Regions from separate parts of the Mus musculus genome. Here all the other regions are linked to region 3. A link is a contact called in public Hi-C, HiChIP or PLAC-seq and promoter capture Hi-C data. All regions are on one chromosome and are shown on one strand. The core of a region is the stretch at or near the end of the contact, and the rest is flanking DNA. Distances in the headings are between cores, read along the strand shown. Region 1 holds the start of Ckap2l (cytoskeleton associated protein 2-like). Region 2 holds the start of 4930402H24Rik (RIKEN cDNA 4930402H24 gene). Region 3 holds the start of Snrpb (small nuclear ribonucleoprotein B). Region 4 has its middle 7.4 kb from the start of Gm14041. Region 5 holds the start of F830045P16Rik (RIKEN cDNA F830045P16 gene). Region 6 overlaps Gm39932 (a long non-coding RNA gene). Region 7 overlaps F830045P16Rik (RIKEN cDNA F830045P16 gene).

What was found. Promoter capture Hi-C pulls out the DNA fragments that hold promoters and counts their contacts. Hi-C and Micro-C count contacts between places; a contact is called where the count stands out from the background. HiChIP or PLAC-seq counts read pairs in DNA pulled down with a chosen protein or histone mark.
Region 1: a contact with region 3 is called in a Hi-C map of brain, with 5 times the contacts expected there. The contact joins the promoter of Ckap2l here to the promoter of Snrpb in region 3. A contact is called at or near these places in 4 of 484 Hi-C or Micro-C datasets (Th1 cells, brain, embryonic stem cells and 1 more) and 4 of 115 datasets of contacts at active chromatin or transcription factors (astrocytes, embryonic forebrain, embryonic stem cells and 1 more).
Region 2: a contact with region 3 is called in an H3K27ac HiChIP or PLAC-seq map of extraembryonic endoderm stem cells, with 4 times the contacts expected there. The contact joins the promoter of 4930402H24Rik here to the promoter of Snrpb in region 3. A contact is called at or near these places in 1 of 39 promoter capture datasets (erythroid cells) and 1 of 115 datasets of contacts at active chromatin or transcription factors (extraembryonic endoderm stem cells).
Region 4: a contact with region 3 is called in an H3K4me3 HiChIP or PLAC-seq map of neural tube, with 3 times the contacts expected there. The contact joins the enhancer-like site here to the promoter of Snrpb in region 3. A contact is called at or near these places in 2 of 39 promoter capture datasets (cranial neural crest and stem cell-derived epiblast-like cells), 4 of 115 datasets of contacts at active chromatin or transcription factors (embryonic stem cells, extraembryonic endoderm stem cells and neural tube) and 1 of 9 other capture datasets (embryonic stem cells).
Region 5: a contact with region 3 is called in a promoter capture Hi-C map of liver, with 2.2 times the contacts expected there. The contact joins the promoter of F830045P16Rik here to the promoter of Snrpb in region 3. A contact is called at or near these places in 7 of 39 promoter capture datasets (the 3T3-L1 cell line, embryonic stem cells, frontonasal cranial neural crest and 3 more) and 3 of 115 datasets of contacts at active chromatin or transcription factors (astrocytes, embryonic forebrain and embryonic stem cells).
Region 6: a contact with region 3 is called in an H3K27ac HiChIP or PLAC-seq map of acute myeloid leukemia, with 11 times the contacts expected there. The contact joins the enhancer-like site here to the promoter of Snrpb in region 3. A contact is called at or near these places in 3 of 39 promoter capture datasets (the HPC-7 cell line and liver), 1 of 484 Hi-C or Micro-C datasets (muscle stem cells) and 2 of 115 datasets of contacts at active chromatin or transcription factors (acute myeloid leukemia and astrocytes).
Region 7: an H3K27ac HiChIP or PLAC-seq map of acute myeloid leukemia shows a contact between it and region 3, with 5 times the contacts expected there. The contact joins the enhancer-like site here to the promoter of Snrpb in region 3. A contact is called at or near these places in 7 of 39 promoter capture datasets (the HPC-7 cell line, cranial neural crest, embryonic stem cells and 3 more), 5 of 484 Hi-C or Micro-C datasets (the HPC-7 cell line, cortical neurons, palatal mesenchyme and 1 more), 10 of 115 datasets of contacts at active chromatin or transcription factors (acute myeloid leukemia, astrocytes, embryonic forebrain and 6 more) and 1 of 9 other capture datasets (embryonic stem cells).

Annotation. Positions count from the first base shown.
Region 1 is chr2:129,295,716-129,298,561 of GRCm38.p6, forward strand. Ckap2l (cytoskeleton associated protein 2-like) reads right to left here and starts at 1,497. Exons shown (of 9, transcript NM_181589.3): 1 at 1,390-1,497; 2 at 599-665. The coding sequence starts at 1,426. Gm14023 (predicted gene 14023) reads left to right here and starts at 1,655. Exons shown (of 5, transcript NR_040371.1): 1 at 1,655-1,687.
Region 2 is chr2:130,838,865-130,841,636 of GRCm38.p6, forward strand. It overlaps 4930402H24Rik (RIKEN cDNA 4930402H24 gene), which reads right to left and starts at 1,281. Exons shown (of 37, transcript NM_029432.2): 1 at 1,100-1,281. The coding sequence starts at 1,182.
Region 3 is chr2:130,178,034-130,180,984 of GRCm38.p6, forward strand. Snrpb (small nuclear ribonucleoprotein B) reads right to left here and starts at 1,331. Exons shown (of 7, transcript NM_009225.2): 1 at 1,201-1,331. The coding sequence starts at 1,203.
Region 4 is chr2:129,573,044-129,575,832 of GRCm38.p6, forward strand. No RefSeq gene overlaps it. Among named protein-coding and RNA genes, the nearest start is that of Gm14041, 7.4 kb to the left of the region's middle. Within about 2 kb of position 1,453, at least 103 of the 459 cell types and tissues checked have an H3K27ac peak or open chromatin away from gene starts, as enhancers often do. A contact at or near this core is called in neural tube, where this site is marked.
Region 5 is chr2:129,535,180-129,537,901 of GRCm38.p6, forward strand. F830045P16Rik (RIKEN cDNA F830045P16 gene) reads right to left here and starts at 1,423. Exons shown (of 7, transcript NM_177653.3): 1 at 1,190-1,423. The coding sequence starts at 1,283.
Region 6 is chr2:129,184,751-129,187,652 of GRCm38.p6, forward strand. All of the region lies in intron 1 of Gm39932 (a long non-coding RNA gene), which reads left to right. Among named protein-coding and RNA genes, the nearest start is that of Gm39932, 3.6 kb to the left of the region's middle. Within about 2 kb of position 1,476, at least 64 of the 459 cell types and tissues checked have an H3K27ac peak or open chromatin away from gene starts, as enhancers often do. A contact at or near this core is called in the HPC-7 cell line and acute myeloid leukemia, where this site is marked.
Region 7 is chr2:129,488,698-129,491,397 of GRCm38.p6, forward strand. The region is part of intron 1 of F830045P16Rik (RIKEN cDNA F830045P16 gene); the gene reads right to left. Among named protein-coding and RNA genes, the nearest start is that of Gm14040, 26 kb to the right of the region's middle. Within about 2 kb of position 1,289, at least 85 of the 459 cell types and tissues checked have an H3K27ac peak or open chromatin away from gene starts, as enhancers often do. A contact at or near this core is called in the HPC-7 cell line, acute myeloid leukemia, hematopoietic stem and progenitor cells and 2 more, where this site is marked.

The DNA of each region.
Region 1 (2,846 bases), core at 247-2,746, 880 kb before region 3:
CACACACCAACCGAGCTACTCAAGTGGGAGGCAAATACACCCTGCTAAGCAAGAGAGAGAAATAACAGGGCAAAGATGGTACAGTGCTGAGAAAAGCAAAGGATGTTCTGTCCACCTCAAATACATGCCCAGGGAACACCAAAGGACAAGTTGGGAGGACGCTGGCATGCCACTGTTGTGGACTGACCATAACCAACTCTCCTGTCTTCGTAAGCACACACCATAGAAATGCCCTCCAGTTTCTTGATCAAAATCTGCGCTGCTGGGAACCAACTTTCCCAGGAGAAAGAAGGAACCAGAAGAGCTTCCAGAGATGTGGGTAACAGTGTAGTGTAGAGCCTTCCTTCCTTTGGAGACTGTTAGGAAAAAAAATGCTTAAATTTCTGCCAATAGACAGCACTGCCTAGGGGTTGCTGGTTTTTTGTTTTGTTTTGTTTTTTAAGTCATGCCTGAAATCAAGGACTGAAATGCTCCTTTTGTTATTACAGGATTCACCATGATGCAAGTCAAACAGACTGGAAACAGAAGGGCTGGTCCGTTCATTGCTGTTAGCAACCGGGGCAACAAAGCCAGTGTAACTATGGGAAGGTAAACTCACTTGGCGTTGGGGTCCTTTAGCTTTCCCTTGGCTGCCAGGTACTCCTGGAGCTTCTGCCACCGTTCTTCTGTAAAACATGGACACGAGCAAACACCAAAAACATTACAGAAAACCCTTTATATCTTTAAATATGATACTTCCCTGTAGCTATTTTGGCTTTGATAAAGTCACCAGTCCTGTTATGCTTGCTTTCAATACCAACGGTATCAGCCTGGTGCCAAGCTCTTTACTAAGCTGTTTACACTAACCATCAATCCTATGAGGTATTTGGCTGTTTGAAACTCAGATGAAGTGACAGGCTTAAATTTACCCACTAATGTGCAGCAAAGCCAGGATTTGGAATCAAGACTTTTTTTTTTAACCCTTGAGTTACAAATTGTGTGCCTAGGACGGTGCGCAGAACCGCAGGCCCATAAGTGAGGACAGAGTGTGCATCTCAAAGGTGACACGGGGGAGGGGCATACTGGAGAGGTAGAAAGGGCTCCAGGTCCCTCGGAGGCCAGGGTTCACAGCATCCTTAAGCCTCAGCCCACAGTTTATCAATCAACCTCCAGACAGCGCACATTTTATCAGTGAACCTGCAGAGACTCGGACTGGGGCCGAACCTGCCACCTGACTGCTGTCAAAGTTCTGGCCATAACTAGCAATGCAGGGGTGTCCCCCTGCGGCAACGGAGCGCGCCGCTCCTCGCCGTGGCCCGGGTCCAGCGTCCTTAACCTAACTGAGCTCGGGGGAGACTGAAGCAGGCGGGGGAGGCCTGGCAGCTTCTGGAGGCTGCCGACCACACTTACCCGCGGCTGCGCTGGCAGTGGGGCCGGGCCCCACCATGGCTCTACGGCGACAGTTTCTTCCTTCAAAGGGCGCGCCTTGTTCTAGTACGAGAACCGGGCGCCCGTCTGGACGCTCCTATTGGCTTCCGCGACTTTGAAATTCGCCAATAAAAAGACGGAGAGGGCGGGATAACAGGAAATGGACATTCGGCGATTCCCACTGGGGACCTCCCCTGAGGCTCTGCGATTGGAGAGTTTCTGAGAAGGCCCGCCCTATGGCTAGGTCACTTCCGCAGCGGTGCCTCTGAGGTGGGAGCTGGTGGGTGATGCTGGCTGGCGGAGGAGTGGCTCTAATTGTAGCCAAATTTGGGTTAAGGACGGTTGTGACAGTTGAAGAAACGGGGAGAAACAAGCCGGAGCCTAAGTCTCTGTGCTATCAGTTAGGCTGGCTTTGGCTGCAAATAATAGCATGCCAAACGAAAATGGTCCGTATCAGTTATTGTTCTCATTCTTGTAGCCGAATACCGGACAGAAACAACATAACTCCGTGTAGTCCCTGAGCAGCTCGCGGGAGCTGTCAAAATGGCGCAATCTGTCAAAAGTGTCTCAAGGGAAGGGCATCCTAAGACACAGGAGCTCAGGAGCCACACAGCTCTGAGGTGGGACAGTGTCCCCTTGGAAAGGCACCCTGAGACTCGGAAACCCAGAAACCACAGAGCTCTGAGGGTCAGAAGGTATTCCTGTGGAAGGACACCCTGAGACATCAGAGCCGGGGAACCACACAGCTTTGAGAGGAAGCCTCGTCAGCTGAGGCAGTGCAGTTCCCAGGGGAGGGTATCTCCAGCTCAGCCCAGGAGCTCAGGAGCCTCTGCCCCGCTCCACTTCTTTGTTTCTTCCCTTCCTCTGTCAATTGCTTCTTGGCTTCTTCCAACGCGAAAGTCATATGAGGCAGCAAATCTCGTAAAAGATATTTATTGGAGAAGGATGTTATGGTGGGAAGAGAAAAGGGCAAGGGGTTAGAAGAGTTTTTAAAAGAATAACAAAGATTTCCTAATAGAAAATGTAAAGAACAGAATTATATAAATTTAAGAATGGAAATAAAACATGGAAACATAATAGTTTATTTAAACAGAAAAACATCTACAAGGTAAAGTTAAAATGCTAACAAAGGCCTGCTAGAAAGAAAAAAAAAATCATGAAGGAAAGAGAAGGAAAAGGTTATCACTGGCATACCTAAACATTATCAGGTGAGTGAAGGAGAATAAAAAAAAAATCACAAAAGTTTTTGCTTTTGTTTTTGTTTTTTAATATGATAAAAAGCGCTGAGATGGCTGGGGTAAGGAGCATGCAGTGCTCTGGCAGGCCACCAGAGTTGGTTCCCAGCACCCATATTACATAACACATCTGCCTGTAACTCTAGCTCCATAGGGTCTGACATCCCGACATCCACTTGTGTGACAAGACTTTCCCTGAGGAGA
Region 2 (2,772 bases), core at 31-2,530, 660 kb after region 3:
CAACACTCAATCAAGAACACAGAAAAAGCCGGCCAGACACGGTGGCACAGACTCAGCATTCAGGAGGCAGAGGCAGGTGGATCTTTTCGGGTTCAAGGTCAGCCTGGTCTACAGTGAGACCCGGTCTCAATTAAAAAAAAAAAAAAAGACAGAAAATAGGATAAGCTATTCTAATATTAGTTGACAACCCCCACTCAAGGGAACAATAGCATATTGCTTTGCCAAATGGCTGCAAGTAAGCAAACAAAAAAGGCCTCTTCTGGTTTAATGACAGGTTAGCAGTACCCAAACCCCAATGACTCCTCCCTTCCCTTTCTTATAGGCTCCTACTGCAACACCTCCACCACTCCAACCTCCGCGTTTCTCTGGCAGCCGCATACTAGCTCCTTCACAAACAAAGCCCGGACGGCTATCAAGGTCAGCCCCAAAGACAGAGAGCAGAAATTGGAAACAGATCTTCTGTATGGAAAAGGGCAGGGCAGCACTCCCTAATATCAACTCCCCTTCCAGTCCACCCGCACTCCTTATCACGAACCTAGTGTCAGCCGCTCTGGGGGGTTCCGAGCCTCCTTTTCCCTCTCCATCCAGTTTCCTTTTTCTTCCTGCGCCCCCAATGACCTTCAAGCCCCTGAAACAGGTGCTCCCCAAGGGAAAGGGGTTGGATGCAGTGGCCAGGGACAGGTGAGCGGAGTTCCCTGTACACGCAGGGGACTGGAAACTCTATAATCGAGCGGCAGTCTGGGGCAAAGGGTCTGGACACCTAGGAGCAAAGGGGTTTACGCGGCAGTTTCGGGAGCTCCACTCGCGTGAACACAGGGCCTCTAGCGGTGGGCTGTCGGTGGGGAAGGTTTAAGGGAAAACCGGTCCATGGGGTGGGGATGTCACAATGGGGTCTTCCCGGAAACCGCAGTGGGTTGTCGAGCTACAGACATAGCAGGGTCCCTCCAGAAGGCCGCCTGTCCCTGGGCAAACGTTCTTCTCAGAGCCGTTTGAAACAATCCTCCGCAAGGAAGCCATATCAGACCACGCCCTGCCGCCCGAGGCGTAGCCGCCCCAAGGCGCATCCCGGGCCACCCTCGGCTGTCTCGACGCGGCATACCTGACGGAGGCCGCCCCACTGCCAAAGGTGCCAGCGAAGCGCGCGGGGGACAGCCCCAGCTGCTGGGGGTCGAACGAGTCCATGGAGGCTGGCGGCGTAGGACCTGGGGGCCGCGGAGGGTCGCTGGGGCCGGCACCGCTGCGGGCCAGCGGCAGGGCGGAGCGAGGGTGCGCCAAGGGGGCGGGGTCGGCGCGCGCGGGCACGCGGGGGCGGGGCGGGAGCGCGCGCAGCGGGGGCGTCAGTGTGAGTCCGGCCCAGCGCCGCACCGTGCTGCGGAGGAGCCAGACGGACTTGGGGTGCGGGCCGCCAGGCGCAGGCTCCGGGACACCACACCTCCGGGCCCTAAGGTCTCTCAGTGCGGTGAGGGTTCTGCGGGAGCTACAGCCACGCTCGCGGACGCGCCCGGGGCGGGGTCTCGCTCCCGCGAGGGCCGGGCTAGGCTTCTTCTGGTCTGTATTTGGCTTTATCTCTAGGTGTCCTGGACCGCTGCCTGGCTACAGTTATCTGTTTCACATCAGTTGCCTATCCATCCTTGGAACGTTCGGCCCCTTAGCGATGCGGCCTGTTGAGAGCACTGGCATCAGTGTGCTCACAGTATCCCAGGAGACGCCTGCCTTTGCAGTTCAGAGTCTGGATAGAATTGTTTCCAGCTGTGGGTCGGTGGGCCAGAAAAAATCTCAGAGCCCAAGTTCCTTCCTGCATAAAGTGGAGAGTTGCTTACTATATACAAGGTCTACTTTAGCATCACATATCGACCTTGTCAAGATGTCCTACGTGTCCTAAATTCATCTTTTCATGGTAAATTATAACACCACAAGACTAGTTTCCCTGCTACAATGATCAGCCTTTGAATTATTTATAAATAGTACTGGCTGAAAAAAATCCTTCTTCCACTCATAAAGATTTTAACAATCCCCAAGGTATCTCTTGCAGGTTTGAAAAAGAGAAGGAACTAAAATGCTTATTTTTATACTTAAAGGAAAATAAAATTTTGCCTTCAGACCCAACTCGTGAATGTGTAACCATTGTTTAGAGGTAACCAACACAGTATCTGAAAATCAGCCAATCAGAGACAGCCTCTCTTCAGGGGCTTCCAAATCAGCCAGTTATCAACAGCTTCTGAAACCCAGCTAATCATTGACAGCAGCCCAATCAGCAGCGCAATGACCAGGCTTCCGAATGAAAGAGCCTTTCTTAGCTGCTTTGTTCTGTAGACCACTGTTAACAGCCAGGAGACTGTAAATTGCTAAACAGTCAATTTATTGAAACACCTCGAGCTTTTACGCACCCAGTCATTATATACATCTCCAGCTCTGTTAATCAGCTTTGAGAATACATCTTTTCTCTACAAGCAAATGTGATATTCACCTTCTTCCTTCCTCCTCCATTTGGTATGTTTTATGTAGCCTAGGCTGACCTTGAACCCCTGAACTTGAACCCTTGAACTCTTGCTTCAACCTCCTAAATTCTGAGATTACAGGCCTGCATCATCATGTCCAGATGGAAGGCTACTACAATTTGTAGCACAGAACAAAATTGTGTGCCTTTGGTTGCTTGGCCAATGTCGTGGTATGCAGATATCACATCTTTTGTATTCATTTATCAGTTAATGAATATAGAAGCTTTTTTCCACACTTTCTGTGCCTTAGCTTAATGCCAATATGACCAAATAC
Region 3 (2,951 bases), core at 81-2,580:
ATATACCTTATTGGATACTCCCTGTATATCCAGGCCCTTGAAAGGGATTGTGTATTTCATTTGATCCTCAAAATTGGACCCAGTGTCATTCATTTTTACTGGTAAAATAGGCTACTCCGGCTGAAGATTATGTAAGGACTTGCCTCAGTCAACTCTTGGAAAAAAAGAAAAAAGAAAAGCAATATCCTGTTTGAGCACCTCGGGTTTCTTCAGCCACGCAACTAGAGTAATCTTTTGGAGAGATTCGAGGTATTTATTACATGTGGTCTGTAGCCAAAACTAAATAAAATTAGGATTTTGAGTACAGAAATTATAACAAACTGAGATTTCAAGCAAAGACCACTTTCCCTGGCTGACCTTTAAGAACTTAAGTTCATTAAGCCTGGGAAAAATCTTGCAGCGATCGTTCACTACCAACAGGATAAAGCAAGACTGGGCCTTCAGCAACCAGACTCCTGGAAAGTTCGTGCCATCGACTGCTTTGCTCTCTCAGTTTTCCAGATTGCTAACCCTCCCTCCCATGGGGGAGCCGGGTGCCCCGAAACAATCATTTGGGAGTCACCTCCTGGAGAAAACGTTCTCGTTCCTCCCACTGCCGTTACTTTTGCCTAACGCTGAGCTACCACTGCGATATTAGTTATATTGTAGCTATATTAGGACTGCCTGGCCAGAAACTGGCCCAAGTGAAGACAGAACTTACTTTAGGGTGCAGCCCCGGCGCCCGACACAGCCCAACATCAAAATACGAGAAGCAAGGTCGCGCGCGCTCTGCTGGCAAACCCTCTCCTCCAGCCTCCCGCTCCCTCCGCTGCTCGACTCCGGTTTCGGGCCGTGACCTCCGCTACTCCTCCGCCTCGCCCGGCGCTGCCCGGTCGGCCCGAGGCCTGCGCCAGCTCCAAAAGCCCGGGCACACACTGACGCCCAAGTTTAAAGCTACGGAGGCCGCGGGGCCGAAACCGCCGTGGCTCCGGGACACGACGTTTGACGGCCGCGCATCGGCCTCTGTACCCCGGTCGGCCTTCCCCTCTACCCGGTCGCAGCCTCACGGCAAGTCCAGGCCTTTGGCGCTGGGATGAAGCGGCTTCCACCCCGACCTCCTCCGCCACGGGCGGCTCGGCTCGGCTCCAGCCCACGGACGCCGCCAGCTACCGCCCCGTTCCGCACCCCCGAGCGCCCTACAGCCAGCCCGCGCCTTCTCACCATGGTGGCGGCTCGGATGGCTCAGATTCCCGCCGGATTCTCTGCCACAGAGGCCTAGTCGCCAGCCAGCCAGCCGCTGGATTCCCGCCGCCGCCGCTAACGGAAATGCTGCCTGCAAAATGCCGCCGCTAGTGAAGCTACTTCCGGTCCGGCCTCGGACCTGGAGTTCCGGTCTCTGGAACGCAATTAGGGGGCGGAGCATTAGCATCAGCTGACGGATTGTGTGGTGGTTTTGTTTTGTTTTGTTTTGTTTTGGGTGGATTTTTCCCCCCCTTTGTTGATTTTATTGGAGTTTTCCTCCTCGTTTTGTTTTGCTTTAGACCGGGTCTCACTGGGTCTTGAGCTTCGGATCCTCCTACCCACCGCGTTCTTAGTACCAGATGCTGGCGTACACCATACTTGGGCGGCAAACATCCTTGGAGGACAGACACCTCCCCAGCTAAAGTCTCCGCTGGAGTGCTTGGTTTACACGCCGATGTCCCAGACCCCACTCCCATCCAGTTCTCACCCAGCGCTCTTGTGAACTCACTCTAGGAAGCCACTTCTCTAGCTTCTCTCTATGTTCTTCCCTCTTTGCATTTGCTTTTGTCTCACCAGGAGCGCTAGACTCGCAGGTATATGCACACCCTCATGCCCTTACCTCCAGGATTTAAACAGAAATGACAGTCCTGGTGAGGACTTTCCTGACCATTCTTTCTAGGAAAAAAAAAAAAAAATGCAACTTTCTCAGGCTCTTCGCGCTTCCTTTTTGCTTGTTTTCAAATATTGATTGCTATCTGACATACTAAACCGTAGTCCCCTTATTATTGGAAGGGCATGCCTTCCCAGACTCGGAGTAACTCCCCAAGTCACAATATGCTAATTTTTTTTCTACATAAGCACGCTTACGATATGCATATCCTTTTCACTTAACGCAAGTGTATTTTGGCACCCTTGAATTGACTTTAAAAACCGGGATTTAAGCAAGACAAATTTTGGGTCGAAGTTTGGATTGATGTCCCCTTCCCGCCTCTCGGAGTCCGGCCTGGCTACAGGAGGTGGCTACTTCAGTCTCTATATCCCCCTCTGGTAGGAATCTCAGCTAGAGTCACCTCCATAGGTATCCTCCCCAGCCCCAGGCTCCAGCTAGCCACCAGAGAAAAACCCCAACTCCTCCCCACCACATCACACCCCCACCCCCACCCATTCCCTTCCTCACCCCTTCCTCCCCTACCCAGTTCCCTCTGTCCATCCACCTCCAATGACTATTTAGTTTCCCATCTGAATGAGATTGGAATCCCCCTTGGGACCAACAGTGGTATGGGATGGAGGCAATGGTGGGGGCGGGGGGGGGGATTTGTAAGGGCGGGATTTGGGAATAGAAGAGGGAGCAAGGGCTATGATCCAGATATAAAGTGAATAAAAGAAAATTATTGAAAAAACAAAACAACAAAAACAAAAACGGGATTTAGTCAGGCAGTGGTGGCCTTTAACACCAGCACTCAGGAGGCAGAGACAGGCTGATCACTGTGAGTTCGAGGCCAGCCTGCTCTACAGAGCTAGTTCCAGGACAGCCAGAGCTACACAGAGAAAACCTATCTTGAAAAACAAAAACAAAACGAAACGAAAACAAAAAGATAACAGGAACTACCTGAACACCAGTGCTGCAGTGTAGGCCCGCCAGTGCAGTGAGATCCTATGAGTACTGAGTGGGTAGCACACACAGCGTGGACACCTGCATGGACACCTTCCCCAAGGGCTGATCTCTGGTT
Region 4 (2,789 bases), core at 203-2,702, 600 kb before region 3:
CGCTCCGTGCGTTGTGGCAGCATCTGTGCCAAAGACACTTAGGAGTGAACTCCTGTGAGTCTCAGGATAGAGAATTCCTAGAGAAGTTTGGTGGCTTACAGCAGCAGATGTAGACAAGAGTTGATCACTGGGTCTGTCCCATGGAATATTCGGCTTAGCAGAATCCACTGGTGGCCTCTCCTCCCCCTTGTCCCAGTCAGTCCAGGGCAAAAGGTGCTAACAGCCCCTCCCCCATTTGAGAACATTCAGTATCCCGTTCTAGGTGCTTCCTGGCTCTCCAACACTAGATTCTGCTCTATGCGTGTTCCTTGGGCCCCCTTGGGCGAGCCTCTGAGAAGCCCCTTGGAGCACCTCTTGGGCGAGCCCCTGAGAAGCCACTTGGAGCACCATTTTGCAGGTAAGCAAACTGAGGCACGCTGGTACTTGGGATTACACAGGTAGAAAGTGATGGAGACAAACTTTGAATGTGGTCTGAGCCCTTGAGCCTTTTCCCTGAAAAGCAGCCTAGTGATTAAAGGTGACACTCTCTGGAGCAGCCTGCAAGGTTCAAAGCTAATCTGGTGCCTCTTCAGTTTCCTCCTCCAGAAAAAAAGAAGCTTAGACCCTGGAGAAGCCACCACAGGGATTAGAGAGGAGCTGTGGGCATCCACCTTCACTGAAAGCTTGCCCTAATTACCCCACAGACCCCTCCTCTTGGCCCAGGGCACCTCTGCCCACTGACTCTGCTTCTCTGGCTCCCTTACTTTTTTTTTTTCTTGTTGCCGTCTCTTCTGGAACATATGTCTTGCTTTGAAAATCCTCTCTTTGCCAATTTCTCCCCCTTTCACGCTCCCATCTGGGTCCTAAACCCTAGCTCTGCATTTACCTGATGCATAAACCCAAGCTAAGCCCAGGCTGGCCATTTCTACCCTTGCCCTCTTAAAATTTCTCCTGGAGAACTCCCTAAGTGCTGTCACTTGAGAGTTGAATTCTATAGGTGAGGGCGTGGTCAGGGAATCTGCATTTTAAACCATGCCTTCCTATGGGAGAGGGGCTGGCTCTTGGATTGTACTCTGTGAAGCACCCATCACTCTCAGTTTCCTCCTCTGTAAGGGGAGGGGGCAGAACCTCCCTCCCAAGGTTGCAAAAGTGAAATGATTTATCTGCAAACAAACATATCTTTTGTCCTGTCTTAGTTTTTGTATAATTGCTTTTGTCTGTCCTTCCCGGTTGACTTTCTATTCATTTTTTTACTCTCCGCTCATTACCTGAAGAACACCCAACTCCGGAGTGGAAATAGAAACCCTGAACACGGTGTGGGACGGAGGTGGGGTTTCTGTGAGGGCTGGAGGCCCCCAAGCCGCCCAAGTGGCCCTTTTCACTCCTGGAAGCCTGCACCCAACAGTCCCCTACGATGGAGCATCCCCGCCCCTGCAGCCTCCACAGCCAGGAAGCCCAGGGAAGAGGAGGAATCTATTGTGCAGGAATGGCCTGCTGCTATGGAAACCAGCGCTCAGGAAACTCAGCAAAGATCCATTCTGGGGAGCCGGGTTGCCTTGGGGGAGGGGAAGAGGCCAAACTGCGCCTCGGACTTTGCCCTCCCATTACCCATCCTGTGATGCTGGGCAAGTCACTTAACCTCTCTGAGCCCTCCTTTCCCTCACCGGCCTGAGAGCAGCAGCCCCCATTAGCGTTGGATAATCCCAGCCTCCGATGACTGAATGTCGCGCTGCGGCTTTCAAGACTGAAGATGGGCCAAATTGCTGTGAGCTTTCTTTCATTACCGCAAGCTCAAAATATTCCAGTGCCAGCTTGCTGAGCGACCCTGTGCCACGGAGGACCGGCAACGATTGCAATGATTGAATTCCCTCTCGCGGAGGCAGTGGGTCCACCCTTAACACACACACTACCATACACACTCAGACGCAGCATGCACACAGGTGCTGAGTTAGACTGCCCACAAAAAAAGCTCGGTTTCTGTGAGGAGCTCTCGCTCTCGGTATCACTCCATCTGCAACGCCATAGTCAGGATCATCTGAAGGCTTCGCTAGACTTCCCACTTCAGGAGGCCTAAGTCCAAGCCCAATAGCTTGACCTTGGAGGCCTTTAGCATCTCTGTCCTGCCCCGCTCCTCCTGGTATTATCTCTGGATTTATGAGGGTCTTTCCTGAGAGGCAAAAATTGTATCTTCTTCTTCTTCTTCTTTTTTTTTTTTTTTGCCACAAATCACCCAGCATCTGGCCCACTTAGTTCCCTGTGAGGGTTGGAAAGGCAGAGACCAAGGGGCATAGATATTCAAAGTGACAGGAACTGAAACTACCCACCCCAAGAAGATCAGTGAAAAGGTTACCCTCTCTGTGCCTTCGCTTCCTAGCACACACCTCCCTATCTACAGTAATATGTCACACACTTGAATTCAACACACACAGCCATAGCACATATAGATCCCACCACACATCACGAGCTCCCGTCCATCCAATACCTGGAGTCTCCGAACCCCTTGTGTATCTTGCTACCTTCTTGCGTTTCCTGATATGGTTCCCTTGCCCCCAAATCCTGCTGCCCAGGTTCCTCCAGGGCTCCTGAGATGCTCCAGTTCTACGCCCCCCGCTTATCTCATTTACCCCCTCAATTTACAGAGAAAGTGTGCCCAAGATCACACTGGCTCTGTGGCCAACAAGCCTAGGTCAGAAACAGATCCTTTAGGAGTCACTGAGTCAAGCCGCTCCAAAGAGCATCCATGTATGTGTTCCCGTGTTCCTTCCGCCAGCCAGGCTGTTTGTTTTCCTTAAAAACATTATGCTCCAAGC
Region 5 (2,722 bases), core at 173-2,672, 640 kb before region 3:
TCTGTGCTCTGGGACCTATCCCACCCACTTTTCAGCGGCCAGTTCACGTCTTTGTTTCCCACCCAACTCTGGCTGCAACCACTGTCTGCCTGCCCAAGCAGCAGCAGCAGCAGCAGTCCTTAGGCTGTTGAGCATTCCCAAGGTTCACCAACTGGGCCAGCACCTCTGACCTCTGTCCATTCCGGCCCACAGCAGCCCAACCTCCCACCTAAGCAGCAGTCTGGAGGGGGTGGTGACACCTCTACACCACAGGAGCTCAGCCCAGCAGGTCAGTAATGTGCCTACCTGCTGTGCCATGCTTGGGAGAACTTGTGGTAGCTGTGTCTGGGGCTCCTCTCCAATGGCCTCCCGCATGGCTCTGTTGCTAGGGAAACATCTTCCATGCTTTCCTCTGGAGACTTTTCTGAGGCCCTAAGCTTGGATATACATACCCTCACATTGGACACCAATTATTGCCAGACTTTCTTGGAGCCGCCAGCTCCTGAATAATGACACAGAGACTTATTATTTAAGAAAGCTTAGGCTCTGTAGCAGGTTATCTCCTAGCTAACTCTAACCCGACTAATTCCAGCTCACATCCTGCCACACGGCCCATTACTTCTCACTCAACCTCCACACCTGTTCCTTCCACCTCCGTGTCACACTGGTGAATCCCCCACCTCTTGATTCTTTCCCAAAGACCCTCTCTCTGTCCAGAAGTTCCATCTATTCTTTCCTGCCTCAGCTACTGGCCATTAGATCTTTAGTAAACCAATTAGAAGGCGAGAAGGGTAAATGTTTCCAACACAAGTGATGATCCATAAAAATAATAATACCAAAGTCTGGCCAGTATTCTCCTCTCTGGCGGCACAGAAACCAACATTTGCATAACACAAAGACAAACTTTACACAGTGTACAAAAAGATTACCCCCGAGATAATCTTACATTCATTCTGGATGACACAGAAGCTGCAAGAGTATTCCAGGGGTGGCGTGATTTAATTTGCATTTTCAAGAAAGTCTCCTGTTGTATGAGAGTAGACTGGATGGAGGATGATCAGGTAAGAGTGTCATCAACTGGGACATATAGTTCAGGGTGGGCCAGGGAGAGTGGACAGAGTGAGGAAAATAAGCTTTAAGTCAGGGAAGGACTGAGCAGATGAGTGAGCCTTTGATGTGAGAAATTTAGGTCTGGTCATTATTCGCTTACCAAACAAGAGTAGAAAAATCCATCTCCTTTTCTGGGCCTCAGTTTCCCTGTCTGTGACATAAGGCAGAGCAGCTGGTGCCAAGGTCTTCTGCATCAGGCACAGGCAGCCCTATATTTAGGGCCTTGGCTCTCAAGCTATGATCCAGTTACTAATCCCAGCAGGCCTGAATGCCCCATGGCAGCTGCAGAAACCTGGGGACGATGCTGCAGCTCAGGGACAGTTGCCTGTTGTCTACAGAAACTGGGACAACCAGAGGACATGAGACTTGTCTGCCCACACCACAGGCTGGGAACGGCTGGTCTGATGGCACCTTTCAACTGGAGGAAAAGTGCAGGCCACCAGCCAGGGGCTTCCTGAGCCCTTCAGGGAACTGATGTCCCAGTCACAATGTCTTTCCAAATGGTCCAGGTTCAACTCGGGGGCTGTGACCAGCCTCAGTGGATGACCCTCAGTGGGCTGATTCAGACTTCTCCCCTGGGCTCTTGACAAGGTATAAATCACTAGCTCTGGTTTATTGAGTAGAAAAATGAAGACCAAAAAAGTCATGGGCAGCAAAGCTAGGAGTTGAACATGGCTAAGTAATACTTCCATCATTCTTTGCTGCCTCTCAAGGATGCAGTGGAAGGGTGGTAAAGAGAAATAGAAGCTAAATATGTTTTAATAAATATAGACATTCACACCCACCTGCTTTGCCAGGGATGAGGACTTTCAAACAAAAGCTGCTTTGTGCAGCTGAAGTGAAGCATGTGTGTGTGTGTGTGTGTGTGTGTGTGTGTGGTGGTGGTGGTGGTGGTGGTGGATAAGCCCCTGGTCATTGTTTACAGCCTTTTTGCTGCTTATTTATTCCTTTGTAATTGCCACAGATTTTTTTTTCCAGACATATACATGCTGGGGACTGTGTGAGGCTCCAGGGAGGGAACCGTAATAATTAACAGAAAATGACTTAGTTCCTGAACCCACTGGTTTGCACTGCAGTTGAAAGATGTCCTCTTCTGGATGTCGTTACTGCTCTAGTCTCCACAAAGAGAAACCCAGGGGCTTTGTGAGGTGCTGTGATTTCACCAGGGGGGAGACCTGATCAGAATTCTAACCTGGACCTTATGGTTCAAAGCAGCAGGAGCAGCCGGCCCTGCAGGAGCAGCCAGGCCTGCGTCAGGCAATTTGATTAGGGTTTAATAGAAGGATTAGTCACAAAGGAAGACAGGGCTACAGGAGACCACAAAGCACTCGTCAGGACCCTCGTTCACAGTAAGAGGAAAGAGAAGTCAGTCGGCAGCTGATAGATGAGGGCCCCCAACAGGGGTTTCAGCTCAGGGCATGGTGATTGCGAGGTGACCCTGGATCAGTAGGCTAGGAATATGGACTCTGAGTTCATAGTCCTCTGTCTTTCCATATCCTTCTAGGGCTCCCCACAACTCAGATCATTGCCGTGACTTCTGTAGACATCTGGGATAGATGCTGAAGAAAGAAGGGGACAAAGAGGGCCAGGGAGAAAACCACGTGGTCTTTAGCCAAAATTAAGATGCTTCTGA
Region 6 (2,902 bases), core at 226-2,725, 990 kb before region 3:
AGAGAAAAAAAGGATAGAGGGGAAAGGGGGTGACGTTATCGTTAGACTACTCCCTGCAGTTTAGGGGCTTTAAGTTCCTTGGGGCAAATTTGATCTTCGTCTTCAGAATATCTAATTTTTTCTTGCAGTTGTTTCTTCTTTGTGCATGACTACTTAACAAACCACAGACAACCACCAAGCAGCCAATCAGCCCCTACTTGTGGGGCTCTGGCATGTATATATCCTCTGAAAAGTCCCCAAAATTCCAAATGTCATGCATTTGCAGAAACTATGTGCAGCTGCAAAAACACACTTCTGCTAGAACATGAGGCAAATCATAGTCAGCTGCTGTGGACAATCTGAAGCAGTCCTATGTCCCACACCTGGAATTAGAATGAAAACACATTCTTGTAATATTTGTGTTTTCTTAACGAATCCAGAATTCTCACTCCACTGCTGCTCTGAGTCACTGAGACTTTTGGGGTGACTGTGCTGCAGTTGTTGGAAGAGCTACATAGCTTGAATTCAAGTTGGTGGGGAAGAAGGTACAGGTTTAGTGGAAACGGGCCTAGTGATTTCAGTGCACACAGATTAGGTGAGATTCTACAAGGAGACTGAGGAGAGACAATGAGGGCTGGCAAAGGAGGCTGCTGTGGCCTCAGATAGGTAGAGAGTACACAGAAACCATTGGAGACTGTGTTAAAAAGGAGCCTCACTTGGGCTAGAGAGATAGCTCTGTGGGTAAAATGTGAGGACCTGAGTTCACTCCCCAGCACCGCGAGTGGGGAGTGGGGGGTGCATGATGGTATGTACATGCAATCCCAGCGCAGGGAAAGCAGAGATATGATCAGCATCTCCGGGGCTTCGCTGGCTAGCCTGCTTCAGGGAATCGGTGAGTTTCAGGCCTGTGTGTGCGCGCGCATGCACACAGACACACAGACAAGCACACACATACATACACATACATACACACACACACACACACTCGCATACTCACACACTCATACAGGGAACTCCATACTTAGGAAGTCTTATAAAAAGGCTGAAGTGTTTGGGCGTGGAAGGTGACATGGAGATGGAGAGGCAGGAAGCCAGTGGAGAGGCAGGAAGTCCAGTGGGTAGGAACTACTATCAGCGAACCTGTGGTACAAAGGTGTTACAGTCAGAGCACAGGCCACTGAGAGACGTTTAGAGGTGACATAGATGACAGTGAGAGTGAGTAGTCCTGGCCTTTTTCTGGGAACAAAGAAGACAATTAAGAGTGAGAGGAGCTAAGAGACACCTCCATCCCACTCCCATGCCCTGGTGTTACCCACTTTCACTTCCTGTCACCCTTGGGCATCTCACCCTGGGCCATCCAGACACTTTACTGGTCAGCAGTTCTAATGGTGCCCTGGGATTGTGGGGGTTGAGGGGGGGGCACCATTAGCTGGAGATGCTAATCTTGGAATTCACAACAATCTGCAGCTTCCTCATTCCCTTAGCCTGTGTCAAATCTGCTAGCCCCGGGTCCCTTAGGCGCTGGTCTTTATTCCTGCAGGCAGAGGAAGCCAGCAGGCAGCAGGATGGACCAAGAGCACTGAAAGTGTTCTTAGCTCAAGGCTGGGACCCTGAGCACCAACCAGATGCTACTCCTTTCTCCTTCTCCATTTATCTCCCCCTGTACCCCCATCCCAGGGCACCATTAGAACTGCTGGTGTGTCTGGATGGCCTGGGGTTAGATGCCCAAGGGTGACAGGAAGTGAAAGTGGGTAACCACCAGGAGGTGAGGGCAAGAGCTGGCTTCATCTTGAGCTATTCATTGGCAGCAAGATTCTTGAGCCAGCCTGAGTCTGTAACTACAGACTCAGAGTTGTTGGCAGCAAAACCTTGTCTCTTCAGAGTTTGGTTACCCACGCTGACCCCATAACAAGCGCCATGCCAACGGCAGGCTCTGTGGAGGTTGGGATGTCAACAAGCAAGGAGGTGAAGGCGAGGATGATCTCACTGAATAAGCAAACATACACCCCACATGGCTGGGGGAAGGAGGCTCTCATCAGCTGGCCTGTGGGAGGCTGTTTGGGAGAAGACAGGCTAGGAAGAGGGCCGGGTGAGGGAGAGGAAAAAAGAAAGCAACCTTGGTCTACAGAAGCAGGGGTAGTGAAAAGCAGGGAGAGACAGGCTTGTGAGAAAGGACAGGTCTAGGCTGGAAGGGGAAGGCACAGGGAAAGCTGCTTGGATGAGAATAATAATCAAAAGATTTCAATAAAACGGAGAGTTAGAGAGAGAGCCTGGCACTGGAAAGGGAGATGTGGGTGGCCGCATGTGATCTGAGAGAGACCTGAAAACACCCTTAGCCTTGACCTAGGTGTTTTCTTGTGTGTGTTGGGTAGGTGTCTAAGTTGCCACACTATTATATAATGAAAACATTCACACAGCCTATGACCCACCTAAAATAGTTACACAAGGACCGATAGACAGACAGACAGACAGACAGACACACACACACATACACACACTTTGTAGTAGACTATTATTATACAGATAATCCAAGAAAATAATCAGGAAGACTGCAAAGGAATAGTGGTAACAGAACAAAGAACAAGTTACATAATTCCATGGTATGAATTCATTTGGTTAAAAAATGAAAAACAAGCCAGGCATGGTGGCACATGCCTTTAATCCCAGCACTTGGGAGGCAGAGGCAGGTGGATTTCTGAGTTCGAGGCCAGCCTGGTCTACAGAGTGAGTTCCAGGACAGCCAGGGCTGCACAGAGAAACCCTGTCTCAAAAAACCAAAAAAACCCAAAAAACCAAAAAACCAAAAAAAAAAAAAAAAAAAAAAAAAAAGAAAAAAGAAAAAGAAAAGAAAAAAAAGAAAAACTATACATTATTAGAAAATATAAATATCAGCATGTGAGTGTGTGTGTGTGTGTGTGTGTGT
Region 7 (2,700 bases), core at 39-2,538, 690 kb before region 3:
CACAAACTAGGGTTATTGAAGAGGAAGGAATCTCAGTTGATAAAATACCTCCATAAGATTGGTCTGTCTATAAGCGAGACTGTATGAAATTTTCTTAATTAGTTATTGATATGGGAGGGCCCAGCCCAGTGTGGGTAGGGCCATTCCTGGGCTGATCACCCTGGTTCTATTAGAAAGAAGGCTGAGCAAGCCATGAAGAGAAAGCTAGTCAGCACTACCCTCCATAGCTCCTGCCTCCTGGTTCCTGCCCTGTTTAAGTTCCTATCCTGACTTCCTTCAAAGATGAATAGTGATATGGAAGTATAAGTCAAATAAACCCTTTCCTTCCCAAGTTGCTTTGGTCATGGTGTTTCATCACAGCAATAATAACCTTAACTAAGACAGGACTTAAGGATGATACAATTAATCATTAAAGTTTATTAAGATTCCTAAGGTGATAATGATCTATTCATGGTAACAAAAACTAACTTAAAAAGTTGTGCCTATGGTCAGCATGGAGGTACATGCCCAAGTGCTCTGCCAGCACTTGAGAGGCAGAAGCAAGTGGCTCTCTGTGAGTTTGAGGCCAGCGTGGTCTACAGAACAAGTTTCAGCACAGCTAGGGATACACAGAGAAATCATGCCTCAAAACAACAACAACAAACAGAAACCAACCAACAAACAAAAACCAGCAATATCAACAAAAACAAAACAACAAAAAAAGAAATCAGCAGGGACCTCAGGCTACATTTGATGCAATATAGATGTTATAATCATATGGGGTCTACACCATTGCTAAACAAGTATGTGAGAGATATGTAGCTTACCACTGAAAGGGGGGGTGTAATAAAAACGAATATATATACAGATGGCAATGTGCTAGATCTTCAGAGACAAAGACCTTCCCCCTCCCAGTTGCTACTGATAATGTGGTAAAATTATCTGTCTTCTGCTACATGCAAAAGGGAAATATTGCTACTGCCTGGGGCAACCACAGAGCAGAAAGAAACAGAAGTAGCAACTTCCCCAAAATGTAGGGGGGAGGAGGTAGTGGTAGAAGAACTTCCTTTGTGACTAACCTCATTGATTCCCAGCCTATTAAGTAAATGGGACCCCAATTACAAAAAGAAATGGCTGTTTAAGACTGAAAACAGGGACTATTGAGCATTTGACGAGAAATGATAGCCATCCTTGAGGCCATTGCCCCGAGTTGGTTAAACAGTTCCATAAGGGAGCTCACATCAGCCAGACAGCTCTGGAAACTATATTAGGCTCACATTTTTATGTTCCCTAACTTGCCAGGATACCCAATGAGCATGTGGACAGTGTGACCCAGTGCCCAGGATAACCCATGACAGTGACTTAGGGCCCTCCTCAAATGCAGAATTTTGGAAAAACCCAATTAAAAAAAAATTGGTTGTTGACTTTACAGAACTTCCCTAAATCAGGGGTTACAAATGCTTGCTTGTCTGTGTAGTTTCTCAGGCTGGATAGAAATCTTTTCTACTCATAGGAGGTGGCCCTGCTTCTAAAAGAAATGGTTTCTAGGTTTGTAATTCCTATTACTACAGGATTAGACCATGGGCCAGCACTTACAACAAACCACACAAAACCATATTATATAAAGGACTTAATGCTGATAGAATTCACTTTGGTTTTACTTTTTTATGTATGCAAAGAATTCGATATGGAGAATTAAAGACTTTGATAAAATTGATTGACTTTACAATACGTGTTGCTTGCACATAAGAACATCCCCTGACGAAAACAGTACTCTTTCCCTTGGATGGGGCACAGAGCCCACTGTAGCAATTGAGTGTTAGTTGATGAATGTTGCAGAATATGGGAAAGCGAGACTTGCCAGAATCTTTTGCTCCTGTTCCCAACTTTATAAGCAGAGCCACCAATGAACACCCCTCCTTAATAGGGAAGACGAGCTACTTCTCAAGTCTCACACAACAGGGGGATGGATTCTTTTGTCTAATGGGGGACGCTTGGAGCCTGTATCCACACTATGAATGTCTCAAACTAACAAGGGACATGTGATAAGTATTCTGTGCTCATCTCACAAGCTAAAATATGGTGGCTCTATGGGCCATGGAACTTTTTATTCAAGCCTACAACCAGACTGGTGGGACCTGCACACTGCCTCATTGGCTGCACCCTTTACCCTGGCCTTCCACTCCCCTCCTCCTAGTAAAGCTAAGTCCAGGGATAAGAGGACAATATCTGGGTCCTTTAGTATCTGCATTGACTCTATGGGAATCCCCAGAGGAATTCCAAATTCGTTTAAGACTGTAAACAAATAGTTACAAAATTCAAGTAGGCTATATCTTTTGTGGTCGATGATAAATAAAAACATAAAATAATGAACAAAGGCTTATCAATTATACCAGGGCTAATCTTTCAGGCGTATCATCAGCTGGATGTCACCAGCCAAATGGCTTGGGGCTAGGGGAGGGATCCTGACTATGATGCTAAAGACAAAAGAGATTTGTAGTATCCTCGGTGTGGTGGCTCATCTTGATTTTCAAGTTGACTGCATCCAGAGTCATCCAAAACCCAAGCAGCCAGGCGCGCCTGTGAGGGGTCCTTGATTGGCTCATTTGGAGTGGCAAGACCCACAAAATCTGGGCCACACCTTCTGGTCGCAGTCCATATAAAAGGTCATGGAGGAAGGAAGCTTTTGCCTTTTGTCTACCTTCCTTCATTGCTGGCAAA